2 separate regions of the Oryctolagus cuniculus genome follow, and region 1 is linked to region 2. The links are chromatin contacts, called in public Hi-C maps. All regions are on one chromosome and are shown on one strand. The core of a region is the stretch at or near the end of the contact, and the rest is flanking DNA. Distances in the headings are between cores, read along the strand shown.

Region 1 (6,624 bases), core at 2,237-4,736, 180 kb after region 2:
AAAAAATAATCTCCAGGGTTGTTGCTGTGACGCAGTGGGTTAACGCCCTGGCCTGCAGTGCTGGCATCCCATATGGCCACTGGTTCGAGACCCGGCTGCTCCACTTCCTATCCAGCTCTCTGCTGTGGCCTAGGAAAGCAGTAGAAGATAGCCCAAGTCCTTGGGCCCCTGCACCCTCATGGGAGACCCGGAAGAAGCTCTTGGTTGCAGCCAATTGGGGAGTGAACCATCGGATGGAAGACCTCTCTCTCTCTCTCTCTCTCTGCCTCTCCTCTCTCTGTAACTGCCTTTCAAATAAATAAATCTTTAAAAAATAATCTGCAAAATGTAATGACTTAAAAAAGATTTATTATCTTACAGTCACCGCGAGTCAGGAGTGTGAGTGATTTAGCTGAGTGGTTCTCGTTCAAGGTGTCTGATGAGGCTGCAGTCAGATGCAATTATCTGAAGGGTTGGCCTGGACTGAAGGATCTGTTAGATGTGTCAATCGTATGGTGATTGGCAGGAGGCCTCAAATCCTGCTGGTTGTTGGCAGGATGTCTCAGTTCCGTGCTGTGTGGGCCTCTGCACAGGGCTGCTTGACGTGTCCTTGCCACATCTCAGCTGCTAATGATCTGAGAATCGGGAGGATCCACAAAGACTTATTTCCGGCTTGTCTTGGAAGTGACACACTGACACTTCTGCCACATTCTGTCTGTTAGAGGCAAATCTCTAACTATAGCCCACACCCTCTAGGGAGAGAATTAGGTCCCACTTTGTGAGGAGGAGAATAGCAACACATTTATGGAGATATTTTATAGCAACTACAGATACAGAAAGATTCTTTAATAAGTTGGCTGGGAAATACAATACCACGAGCTATGAAGAGAAAAGATAGAACAACAGTCCAAAATAAATCCTAAATAATTAAATTATTTATTGAAAAAAGGGAATTGTCAAACAAGTAGGGCAAAAGTAAAGGCAGATAAATTATGATCTCAGGATGGGAAAAGATATGTGAAATAAAACAGAAAACAAAAGCGGAGAAGACCTACAGTTTCACCTATGGTCAATGTCTACATTTTTATAATGTGCCATTTTGTGAATCTTCTGATAAGAAAATGGGCAGCTAACTGACCAATATTGTTTACACATTTGAAAATATACCATAATGACTTGGGCACAATGAGGAAGCACATTTATGGTTCTGTGGGAAAACTGATGTCAACAATTATAACAATAGTAATTTATTGATTAATGTATCTTCAATATATGTTATGTAACTCAAGTATTTTACTTATAGCAAGCCTCTTTTTTTTTTTTTACAATATCATGTGGCAGTATTATATCAATTTTCTAGCTGAGGTATAATCAGATTAAGTAACTTGGGCTAATCTCATAGTTTGTAGGCGACAACAGGGTTGGCTTATCCATTAAGCCTAGCAGGCACAGTGCCACAGGCTCACAATACTTGCACAGCCCATAAAAAAATTCTAATTTCTATTAAAACTAGGAGATAAAAAAATATAAACGTTTAGGTCAAAGAAAATATGTTAATGTGTAATAGTAATATAATTGTCTTTATACCAAAGCAGTGCGGAAGCACAACTTGTAATATTAATATAATTTACAATATTATTTCATGGAGGAAGAGGCCCACAAAGGTAAAAGTGCCCCGGGTCCTGAAAGTTAGGTTGGCAGAGCTGTTTTGATCACAGGTAATGTGACATTTGGACACATGCTCTTCCTAGAAGTCAACTTGTCAATTAGTTACAAAAGGACTAAACTTGTTCATATTTTCAATCACTTTGTAAGAAGTAACCTATGACAACAAATAAGGACATAGATAATGACTTGGGAAAACATATATATATATATATATATATATATATATAACAGTGTGCATTGGAAACCAAAGGAACATTCCATAATGAAAGAAAAATGGTTCACTACTGGGTATCAATTTAGTGGGCTAGATGAACTCTAGGCGCTTCTGTACAGAAACAAGCTGAGTGGGAAACTGAGCAACTGGGGGAGCTGAACGTGAGACAGAGAAGAGCAGGAAGCAGAAGGAAGCCAGCATGCACTCTGGAGGAGGGCAGATCTTGCTGGGAATTCTTAGGGAATTGCTGGGTGGGTTGGCGGGTGGGGGGGGGGGCGGTGAGTTGCAAATTCGTGGTGACATCTATTTAAAGGGACTGTTACGCAAAACGAAGAGGGCAAATCAGAGGACATCGTGGTTAAAGCACAGAGATGAGTGAGTACATTCAGGGAAGCGGAAGGAGTTTTTCCTAAGAGGAGGAACAGAGTATATGAGCATGAAAAGGGGCTTGACTATCGCGGTAACCTTCCTCAGGAAAGCTAGGAAGAGCCAAAGAATGAAGCAGCGGGGTGAGCGACGAGCTCAGACGGGCATTCAGAATGATCTTCGGGGATTCAATGGGGACCAAATTCAGGTGTGAAGGCAGAGGTCAGCACTCCTGCCCCGGAGTGGAAGGAAATGTGCATGTGTCCCACCAGGAGGTATTTATTGGATCCCACAAATATTCGTGGAGTGGCATCAACAATGACACTGCCACTCTACGAAAAGCTCTGTTGTGACAAAAGAAGAGAGAGCAGGAAGGGAGTTTTAAAGTCAATGGAAAGTTTAGGTGAGAAAAGTCTTAAAACATGGTTATGCTAACAGGTGAGGTTAGAGAAGTGCCAGGAAGGGTCCCGAGAGGGAGCAGAGCGCAGGTTCGCTTGGGAGAGTAGCAGGGACACCAAGCCTCTGAGAGTGTGGACGTAGGTAATTTGTTGGGGTAGGTGAGGTGTTTGGGCAAACACTCGAGAAATTCATGCATGAGTAATGTGGCCCTTACTCACTTGTATTTGCTCGGCCTTCTAAAAGCAATACACGGGCACTTCCCTAAACAGGCTGACTCGGCGTGAATGATGGAAATAATAGACGCTACCTGATGAGACTGTTATGGGGACTAATTGCGCTGACACATACTCTTGTTCAACATGTATTAGCTTTATCACTGGGCTGACGTGGGCAGGGGTGGGTTGTGAACGTTTTGATTACCAATATACAGAAATTGCAAGTCTTCTGGTATGTCTATCTTCTAAATGCATGTACTTTGGCAACGGGCTCTAAGTCAAGCACTCAGCTAGGTCAAGCAGACTTTATTAACAGCCTGCTTTCGCTGTAAGGCGTTCGTAAAAAAGGACGCCAGTGCCCTAAGGAGCCTGCTTGAGGTCACGCGCAGGTTGGGCCGAGTACCGGAAAGTCAAGTCAGCAGTACCTAGCACTGGCTTAAAGCCTCTTCCCAAACCTCTGCGGAAGCCCCACCCCTTTCACAGGTCCAGGCCACGCCCCCTTCCCCTATTGGCTGGCCCGCCCCCGCCCCCCCACACGAGTCGATCGCTCAGAAGACCCGGAGGAGTGGCCCTTCTAAAGGCGGCGGGGGTGCCCTTGCTGCGCATGCTCGCAAATCCGCCGGATTCCGGCTCCGGAGTTGGAGTCTTTAGGTGGCCGCTGCGTAGCGCGGTGCCCGGGCGGGTGGAGGGGGCGCGCGCTCTGGGCGCGGCGCCGGTGACGCGGGCACGCGGCGTGCTCCCGAGGAAGGGAGGTGTGGGGTCGACTCGGGGGTGGCGCGTGGCCGGGGTGGGGGTGGGGGGAGGGTCGGGTGTCGGCAAACGCGGCGTGCGGGTTTCGAGTGGCTGCAGGCGGCCTGGGCTGCCGGGGCCGACGCCTGGGTGGCTGCCGCTGCCGCTGCCGCCGCCGCCGCCGCGCCTGCTGCGAGATGGCGATCTTAGGCGCGGAAGGTTGAGGGCGCCCGCCGCGGGAGGAGGCGCCGCAGCTGTGGCCGTCCGCTGCCGGGCGCCGGCAGCTTCGCGCAGGGTAAGGACGCCGGGGCGGGGGGCGCGGGGCGCGGGCCCGGAGCCTCGGCCGCGGTGTGGGGAGTCCGGCGCCGACCGCCCCCGGGCGGGACTCTCTCTCTCTCTCTCTCTCTCTCTCTCTCGGGGCCGTCGGGGGACAGTTCGCGCCGCCGTGTCTGCCTTCTCCAGCCCGGGGGGCCTGGAGTTTTCTGGGCTTGGGTCACGGGTCTTGCCCGGAGTTGGCCCTGGCACAGGCCTGGGCGAATGATCCTGGAGCGGGGCGAAGTGTTTCCGTGACTCTGCAGCCGCAGTTCCCCGTTCCCTTCGCCTTCTCGTCTGCTGCTTCTACGTTTCTGCCTCACACCTCCCTCAAAGCACGGACTCCCTGCCCGTGCCCTGACTTTCACCCCCTTCCGCCGTCCCAAACCAAGGACTCCAGTCTCAGAACGTCTCTTTCTGACGTGCTTTTTTTTTTTTTTTTAAATCTGGCTTTTCCACTGATTCCGCAGCCACCCCCCCCCCCAACACAACCCCCACCTCTACCTTTTGTGACCTGGTAGATCTCAGTGACCTTGCAGATTTTGCCAGTCCCAGCCTCACGTGTGACTTCAATCCCCTTCTTTAATCTTTTTTTTTTTTTTTGAGGGGTGGTAGTGGTGGTGGTAAATTTAAATTGATACTTTGTCCATTGCTTTTACAACATTTAAATTGCCAGCCTCATATGCACAAGGACTGTGCAGAGCTTTTCTTTACTCCGTGGATGTGGAGTTGACTTTCTTTTGCTCCGGTAATTACGTGAGAGCTTCGTTTCCAAAAAGCAAAAACAAAAAACACACACCAAAAAAACAGTAGTTATCTATGTATAAATTTGATGTTTTTACTCCTTAAAGACAGAATATTTTGTAAGGGCTTGCTTTAGTTTTCCTTTTTTTATTTGGAAAGATTTTAATCTTTTTTGTGTGTAGGCTCATATGCATAAAGATTGGAGTTTTTGCTTTAAGATGCTAATGGTCATAGTAGCAAAAGCTAATGTCCGAAGTTATCTTTCTTCCCCCTCTCCTCTTTAATATTTTTACCTGAAACACCTGGTTTATAGCTGTCTGCAGGTTTCTACAAGAGTTCATGCTTATGTTTAAATCCATTTTTACCTGTCTCATCAAGTCTGTGTATTATGCAAGCAAAAAATCAGGTTTTAAAAAATAAAGGCATTCTTTTATTTATGTGACTTGTTTTTAGCCATAAAGCAGTATATTGTGTTACTGGAAATTATTATTTTTCATAAATAGTTAATATTTTTAAGTTGAAGATGTTAGTGGCCAAGAGTTGGGAGCTACTTGAACTGAAAAGTGTGAAATGTGTGGAATAGTTCTTTGGAACATAGCTTACAAACATTTCAAAGTGTTTTTCCCATAAAGTGAAGAACTGCTTGTAAGACCCACAACACCATCGTTTTGAAAAGCAGTCCTTACAATGCTTGTTTTTTGGAAGACTAACATGATAGAGGATGTCATAGATAAGGTCTCTGCCTTCAAAGAGATTGTAATCTTTGCTGTTTACCCCAGGACGATTGACATTTCTTTTCCTTCCTTGCACAGTTATTTAGCATCTACTGCATGAGGTATTTTGGGGAATACAAAGAATAATTAACAATTTCTGTCCCCAGTCCTGCGAATAATACACACAAATGCCCCGTTTGTCTTTTAATATATAGTAAAGTTTCATAATGATACAAAAATCCAACCAGAATTTAAATTCAGAAGTGGTAGAGTTGCGATCCTCTGGAAAGGTGCAGTTAGTTAGGAGAACTTCTGGCTTTCTAAATCTTAGTTTTGAAGAATGACTGACATTGGATAGACAGGGAAAGATAATCCAAGCAAAGAGAAGAATCTGAGAGGGCACCAAGTTCATACATCTGGGAAGAGGCACGTAATTATGGTTAAATGGAACACAGAGTTTTTGTACTAGGATAAAGGGTGATAAAGCTTTGGTAAAGGCTTGGGACTAGTTGTGGATTGTTTTTAATGCCATGCTAATGACCTTGAATTTCCTAAGCATTGAGGGCTCCGAAGATAATTTTTAAGTTGGGAGTGAAACAATTTTAGACTATTGTTTTAAGAGGCTTAATCTGGTAGCAGCTTGTATGAGTGGAGGACTAGAGATCCTGGAAGTAGGAACACTTCCTGATTGTCTTAATTGTAGGTGGGGAGGCTCTAAGCTGTTTTGGTAATAGGATTGGAAAGGAAAAAGGAAATAGAATAGCCAGAATTTGAGAGGGATCCAGGTAGATTGGAGGAATAGGACCATTTTGAGCAAGATCCTTGTAGACTTGACCCTCAGTGTTTGTGAGTTACTTTACAACTTTTTGCTGTTTATTAATCCTAACTAAAAAAGCTGCTAGCCTGGAAGACTTCCAGAGGCACAGTGAGGACTCTTCAAAGAGTTTGGAAAATGTGCATTTATTTTTAATTTCTTTTGAGAGACACCGCTCTCAGTTGCTGGTTCATTTCCCCAATGTTTGCAGCTGCAGGCTGGGCCAGGTGGAAACTGGGAGTCAGGAATTTAATCCAGGTCCCCTATGGAGGTGGTAGGGACCCAGCCACTTGAGCCATCACCTGCTGCCTCCCAGAGGCATTAACAGAACTGAAATCAGAGTGGAGCTGGGACTTGAACCCAGGCACTGTGATATGGGATGTGGGTGTCCTAACTGATGGCTTAAGTAGTAGGCCAAGCACCTACTTCACATTATTTTTAATTTTATTTTTGAAGTACTCTTGTATGCCT
Region 2 (7,061 bases), core at 1,477-3,976:
CCAGCATTGTGGCGTAGCAGATTAAGCAGCCACCTGTCAGGCTGGCATCCCATGTGGGTGCCAGCTGGATTCCCTGCTGCTCCACTTCTGATCCACCTCCCTGCTGATGTTCCTGGAAAAGCAGTGGAGAATGGCCCAAGTGCTTGGGCCCCTATACACATGTAGGAGACCGGGAAGAAGCTCCTTGCTCCTGGTTTCAGCTTGGCTCAGCACCGGCCGTTGCAGCCATCTGGGGAGTGAACAAATGGAAGATTTCTCTCTCTCACTCACTCTCTCTCTCTCTCTCTCTCTCTGTGTGTGTAACTCTGCATTTCAAATAAATAAATCTTTAAAAATAGAATAGGAAATCCACTGAAAATTACAGAAAAGCAATTCACCCTTAATCCCACCTTCATTTGGCATATCACCATACTCTTTTTCTATATAATACATTCTTTTATCTATTTTCTTCTACTTAAAAGAGAGAGAGAGAGATTTTCCATTTGATGGTTCACTCCCTCAAATGCCTACAATAGTCAGGCCTGGGCCAGGCCAAAATCAGGAGCTAGTAACTCCATCCAGATCTCCCACATGGGTGGCAGGGACCCAAGTACTTGGGCCATAATCTGCTGCCTTCCAGGTACATTAACTGGAAACTGGATCAAAAACTGTGTAGCTGGGTGGCAAACCAGCATGCCAATATGGGATACGTGTATACCAGGCACTGACTTAAACCACCGCACCACAACTTCCACTGCTTGTTGTCTGTATATCTAAGAACTAAAATCACTGTCAGTTCTAACTTTGACTCTTATTTTTTCTATAAATGATATGGCCTTCCATCATCATGAACATCTTCAGTGTATTGAGTTTTGTGTTTTCTTTATCTCAAACTCTTGCATAGAACATAGTATTTTATCAGCTGAATTGTGATTTATAACAATCAAATTCCCAATAATATTATGAGGTTAACTATTTGGCACCTGTATTCATTTGTAATACTGAATCTCTGGCCAGAAAAATCTCTTCTGAGTCTTCAAGATTGGCTGCTGTAAGGGCTTTGCATCCAGAGACTCAGTGGGGAGCAAGCATAAGGCAAAAGTGCCTCATCTACAGTTGCTGGTTAGGCCTGCAATGTTTAAAACTCTCAAGCACTTTGTGAACCGAGAAGCACAGGAGCTGTTGTGAAAGAGCAATACTTGGCCTATCTGCTATGGAATGATAATCACTTAATCAGCAGAACATTATTAAGCAACTGCTATGAGTGAAGGCCTATGCTACATTCTAACATTAGAAATGAAATGAATATGGACTTTGTTCTCCAACTGGTGGAAGAGTTATTTAAGGTGCAGATTCCAAGACCATGTTTCTAAACATTATAATGAAGTAAGTCCTGGAATGTAGTCTGTGAATTGTACTCTTCCTCTACCACCCATGTCAGAGATCCAAATGGAGTTTTGGGCTCCTGGTTTCAGCCCGGCCCAGCCCCGGCAGATGTGACTGGTTGGGGAGTGAGCCAAAAAAAAAAAAAAAAGCCCTCCAAATGACAATGGTGAAAATGAGAAACTCTTACAACCAGTAAGTAAACTTTCCCCTGGGTCCATAATATACCAGCTGTGGGACCTCAACAACAGTCTCATAGTCACTCCAAGCCTTGATATCCTCATTGGTAATAGAGAAATAGTGATTTTATACAATGCAAAGTTGTGTGTTTTATTTAAATTGTATTTTGTGAAGCTGAGTACAAATGAAAATACAGGGTCCCCTATTTTAAAACATGTTCAGTGATTTCAAGGGAACACTAGCAGGACCAAACATGGGGTCCTGTGTGACTGCATAGATTGCCCACCTATAAAACCGCCTGATTGGAAAAAATACATGACACAACAGGTTAAGCATCTACTTGCAACTCCAGCATGCTATACTGGAGTGCCACTTGAATCCCAGCTGCTCAGCTTCTGACTCAGTTTCCTGATAATGCACCCGGGAGGGCAGTGGAGGGTGGCCCAAGAGCTTGGACCATCTGTAGGGGAGACAAGCATGAGGTTTCAAAAAAAAATCTAAAAAGAAAAAGCAAATATACTAGATCAAAAGGCAAATATTTTGGGGTTGGTGATTTGGGTAACAGGTTGAGTCAATACTTGCAGGGCCAACATGCCATATGGACACAGATTCCAGTCCTGGATGCTCCACTTCCAATCCAGTGTGCCTGGGAAAGCAGAGGAGGATGACCCAAGTCCGTGGGAACCTACCCCAACATGGGAAACCCAGATGAACCTCTTGGCTCCTGAACTGGGCCTGGCCCAGCCCCAGCCATTGCAGCCATTTGGGGGGTGAACCAGCAGAAGGAGGATTTTTCTCTACCTCTACCTATCCCTCTCTTTGTAACTCTGCCTTTCAAATAAACGAATCTTTTTATTTAAAAAAAAAAGAAAAAATGCATATTTAAACATTATATATCCACAGAGATACACCCCTACTAGAGATGCACACCTGCTTAAAACTGTAGCTAAGGTTATTTGTGTGATGGAGCATAATGTTCACTTATGAGAGTGACAAAATGTTGCAGAGGTGGTGATGCCCAAGCTAAGGCTTGAAGGATGGGGCTGTGCTTGCACTTGGATATGTCTGGACTGAAGCAAATCCAGCAAGAAAAAAAGAAAACAGGTTTAACTGGTACTGCTGTTGGGCTACTGATGTCAAAGGATGTTAGCAAAATTAGCAATTGAAGATTAAGGAGGTTAAAGAAATAGATGTGAATCAGCTTAAGATGCGGTTGCTACAAGAGTTCTATGGCAGTGTATCAAATCAGGGTCAAGGTAGGCATGTTCTTTCCTTAAAGCTTTGTAACCTTTCCGGCTAGGCATCAAGCAACCACCAGGGGGCAAGAGCGATCCCAGTTACCCTCCCCAGCGATTGTTGTCGGATTTAAGGCAGAACCATAAGCTTGTTTTTTTGGAACAGGCTGAAATCCACATTGATACTGATCCAGATATCCATTGCTCTAATTTTATTTTACCTTGAGAATTATTTTATTTGAAAAGAAATGTGTGTGTGTGTTTTTAAAAAAAGGAAAGAAATTTTGCTGAAATGTATTTAGTGCTTGTTACAAGTCAGTATTATAATTTCACATATATTATTTTCATTTAATTCTCACAACAACCTTATAAGGTGGCACTTTAGAAATAAGGAAACAGATTAAGTAAAGATGATATTTTAGGACCCAAGTCCCAAAACTCAGAAATAAACCACCGATGAGTTTTGATGCATATCTTTCCCATTTTTTTCTATGTGAAAACATTTTATAAATATGCATATGTTTATGTGTAACATAAATAGAAATAGTTGCTTTTATGGTTTGTTCTAGAACAGAGGGACAATGTTATGTATTGTCTACAGTTCGTCCTTTTTTTTTTTTTTTTTTGGTCATACTATTGTGAGTTTATTTCTGGATTTTTTTTTTACCTTTTATTTAGTAAATATAAATTTCCAAAGTATAGTTTATGGATTACAGTTTTTTAATGTAACCTGCTATGAATTTTCCACATAAGTGTGTATATATATAGATCTACCTTATTTAGTGACTACATTGTACTCCATTGTGTTCATATACCACAATTTATTTAATGATCCATCTATGTCCATCTATGTTGGTTCATTTCTTTGATATTTCAGGTAGAGCAGCAACAGATAGCATTGCACATTTACCTTCACTTTCTTCTGCTAAAATAATTTCTCTAGGATGGATTCTCAAAAGTGAAACTGCTTTATTAAAGGATATACAGGCTTTAGATTTTCATAGCAATTAGCAGATTGCTTTTTTTTTTTTAAGATTTTCCAATTTTTTTGAAAGAGTTACACAGAGAGAAGGAGAAGCAGAGAGGTCTTCCATCTGCTGGTTTACTCCCCAGATGGCCGCAACGGCCAGAGCTGCACCATTCCGAAGCCAGGAGCCAGGTGACCTAGCCATCTTCCACTGCTTTCTCAGGCCATAACAGAGAGCTGGGTTGGAAGTGGAGCAGCTGGGACACCCACGTGGGACACTGGCACTGCAGGTGGCGGCTTCACCTGCTACGCCACAGCGCCAGCCCCAGCAGATTGCTCTTTAATACTCCACCGATGTTTGAAATTCTTTTTTTCCTATCCTCTTGGCTGTGCTTTTTTTCTTTCCTTATCAAAAAAAATAAAATAAAATAAAAAATAAAAAAAGAGGATTCTCCAAAACCTGTTATGACTGGTGTTTTAAATATGATAAAGATGATGGGTCAGCACCGTGGCATAGTGGGTAAAGCTGCTGCCTGCAGTACCAGCATCCCATATGGCTGCTGGTTTTAGTCCTGGCTGCTCTACTTCCAATCCAATTCTCTGCTATGGCCTGGGAAAGCAGTAGAAGATGGCCCAAGTCCTTGGGCCCCTGTACCCATGTGGGAGACCTGGAAGAAGCTGCTGGCAACTGGATTTGGATCAGCTCAGCTCCAGCCATTGTGTCCATTTGGGGAGTGATCCAGCAGATGGAAGATTTCTCTCTGCCTCTGCCTCTCTGTAGCTCTGCCTTTAAAATAAATAAATAAATCTGTAAAAAAAAAAAAAAAAAAAAAAAAGGCTGATATCCACTTCTCAGGTTTTTTGACCATTGGAGAGCAGCCTGTAACAGTTTGTTTAGCTGATCTAAGTGGCAAAAAGTCCTCTTCCACTGATGTCGGTCTGTGAGTTACCAGAATACTCACATGAAAGACTGCAGAGGGGGCAACACTGCAGCAATTGCTCTATTATTGTAACTCTCTTGGGTGAAAAAAATTACATTAAAGCAAGAAATAGGCATCTGTGTCTCATTGTAAAATACCAAGTAGCAAATTATTTCCTTTACTTCTCTTTGCCTAATGAGTTAACAGGGTCGTGTGAACATAGAGAAAAATTTTATTCATTGGTTGACAAAAATGATCTTTATGTCCTTATTCCATGCAAAGTAAGATTCAGGCCTCCTGAAGGCCACACTAAAAATGTATTGTCTTCCCATCTTTATAGCTGATAAAGATGGGGAAGAGTGGCCATCAATAACTATATTTGAAATGAGCATGTAAAATGATTTATGCAAGAGCAGACAGTTAAATAGCAGCAGAATTAGTACTGGAATCCAGGTCCTATGCCATATTAGATATATAATAAAAGGACAGGCATTTGACCCAAAGGTTAGGAAGCTACTTGGGGCTACTACATCCTGTATCTAAATGCCTGGTTCAAGTTCTAGCTCTGCTTCCAATTCCAGCTTCCTGCTAATGTGCACCTTGGGAGGCAAGGTGATGGCTCAAGTAGTTGTGTTGGGTTACCCATGTGGGAGACCTGGATTGAGTGCTAGGCTCTGGGCTTCAACTGGGACCAACCCCAAGCACTGTGAGCATTCGGGGAGTGAACCAGTGGGTACGAGATCTCTCTATCTATCTCTCTCTGACTTTCTCTGTCTACGGCTTGCTACCTTTTAAATGAATATTTTTTAAAAGTATGTAATAAACATATGTGAATGAATGAGCTAACTTCCTTATGCTTATCACCTCTAATTTCACCCCAGGACAAATACAAATCCAGAAATTTAGAGAGAAAAATATGTCAATTCTAGCTGTCAACATTTTCACAACTTAAGGGAAAATGTGGAATTTGAATATGGTCTTTAAGGATGGGCAGAGTTTCAACTTTAGCAATTGATGAGGAAGGGAAAGTTTACACATTTGGAGAAGAATAGGAACAAAACACCAATATAGAAGAAGACAAATAAGTTTGAGGAATTTTTAATCCAAACAGATGGGTTAGACCAGGATTGTAGAGAATCCTAAATACTAACAAGTCTTCTTTAGTTTCCAAAGCTACTGAGGGTTCGGGGAAATGCATCGTGATCAGCATTTTTGTTCTAAAATGTGCTATTATAGGCAGTGCTGACTTCTGAATAATTTTTCAGTATTTTATTTTCTAAAAGTAAAAAATGAATGTGACAGCAAAATTAATTTCTTTTAAAAATTCTTTTAATTTCACTTCCTTTCTTTAAAAAAGGAAGCTTCAGATAAGTAAGAAATGTTACCCCAAAACATCAGATTTCAAGAGGAAGCAGAATGTTGACGGGAATATTCTAAATCGCAGCAGACTATACTAAATCAGGCAAAAATGTCAGGATTGTACTATATGAACCTATGTGGTTTAGCATTTGATTGAACAAATCCAGGACATAATAAATATTTACCAGTAGAATGAAGAAAAGCTTTCATTAGAAAACTACAAATTTTAAAATAGTTCCAACCATGACTCTTATTGTCCCTATTACTATTGTAACTGTTGGGGCTGTTAAGAGTAGAGCAGCGCCTCTTGCTAAAGGAGTTTCACTGCAGAATGAAATAATGGAAAACTGCACCAAGGGGCTAGCACTGTGGTATAGTAGGTTAAGCTGCTGCCTGCACACCAGCATCCCATATGGGTTTCAGTTCATGTCCTGGCGGCTCCACTTCCAAACCAGCTCCCTACTAATGACTTGGGAAAAGCAGTGGAAGATGGTGAAAGTGCTTGGGCCCCTGCCACCCATGTGGGAGACCTAGATGAAATTCTTGGCTCCTGGCTTTGGCTGGGTCCAGGCGTGGCCACTACAGCCATCTGGGGAGTGAACCAGGGGATGGAAGATTTCTCTCTCTCTCTCTCTCTCTCTCTGTCCTTCTCTCTCTCTTCCTCTGTCTGAAAAAAAAAAAAAAAAAAACTGCACCAAATATATTTCTCACACAAATACCCCAATCTTTTATATGAACAATTACCCTGGAAATGTATTTTGTAATCCTACCTCTGTATTTTCCACATGTACAAACAAGACTTAGGCAACACATCACATGATCCAGGTCACCTAACACAGAATCATCATTGAGAACACTGTGCTATATGTTGCAGGTGACAGGGTGCTCACCCGACTGCCAAGAGAGGAAGGAAACCAAAGCAATCAAGACCTGAAATAAGGATGTGGTTCCCAGGGTTAAGAAAAATCTTAGTGGCAGTACTTTAGGCCATGAATCTGTGTAATCACCATAATCACCGAGTTACTATTCAATCAGGCT

Evidence for each region. A called contact is a pair of places that touch in the nucleus more often than the background predicts.
Region 1: a contact with region 2 is called in a Hi-C map of skin fibroblasts, with 2.1 times the contacts expected there. The contact joins the promoter of WWP1 here to the enhancer-like site in region 2. A contact is called at or near these places in 5 of 6 Hi-C or Micro-C datasets (embryonic fibroblasts, liver, psoas muscle and 2 more).

Annotation. Positions count from the first base shown.
Region 1 is chr6:111,620,065-111,626,688 of mOryCun1.1, forward strand. It overlaps WWP1 (WW domain containing E3 ubiquitin protein ligase 1), which reads left to right and starts at 3,487. Exons shown (of 22, transcript XM_051844599.2): 1 at 3,487-3,865.
Region 2 is chr6:111,442,140-111,449,200 of mOryCun1.1, forward strand. All of the region lies in intron 3 of ATP6V0D2 (ATPase H+ transporting V0 subunit d2), which reads left to right. Among named protein-coding and RNA genes, the nearest start is that of PSKH2, 63 kb to the left of the region's middle. Within about 2 kb of position 2,727, at least 1 of the 8 cell types and tissues checked has an H3K27ac peak or open chromatin away from gene starts, as enhancers often do.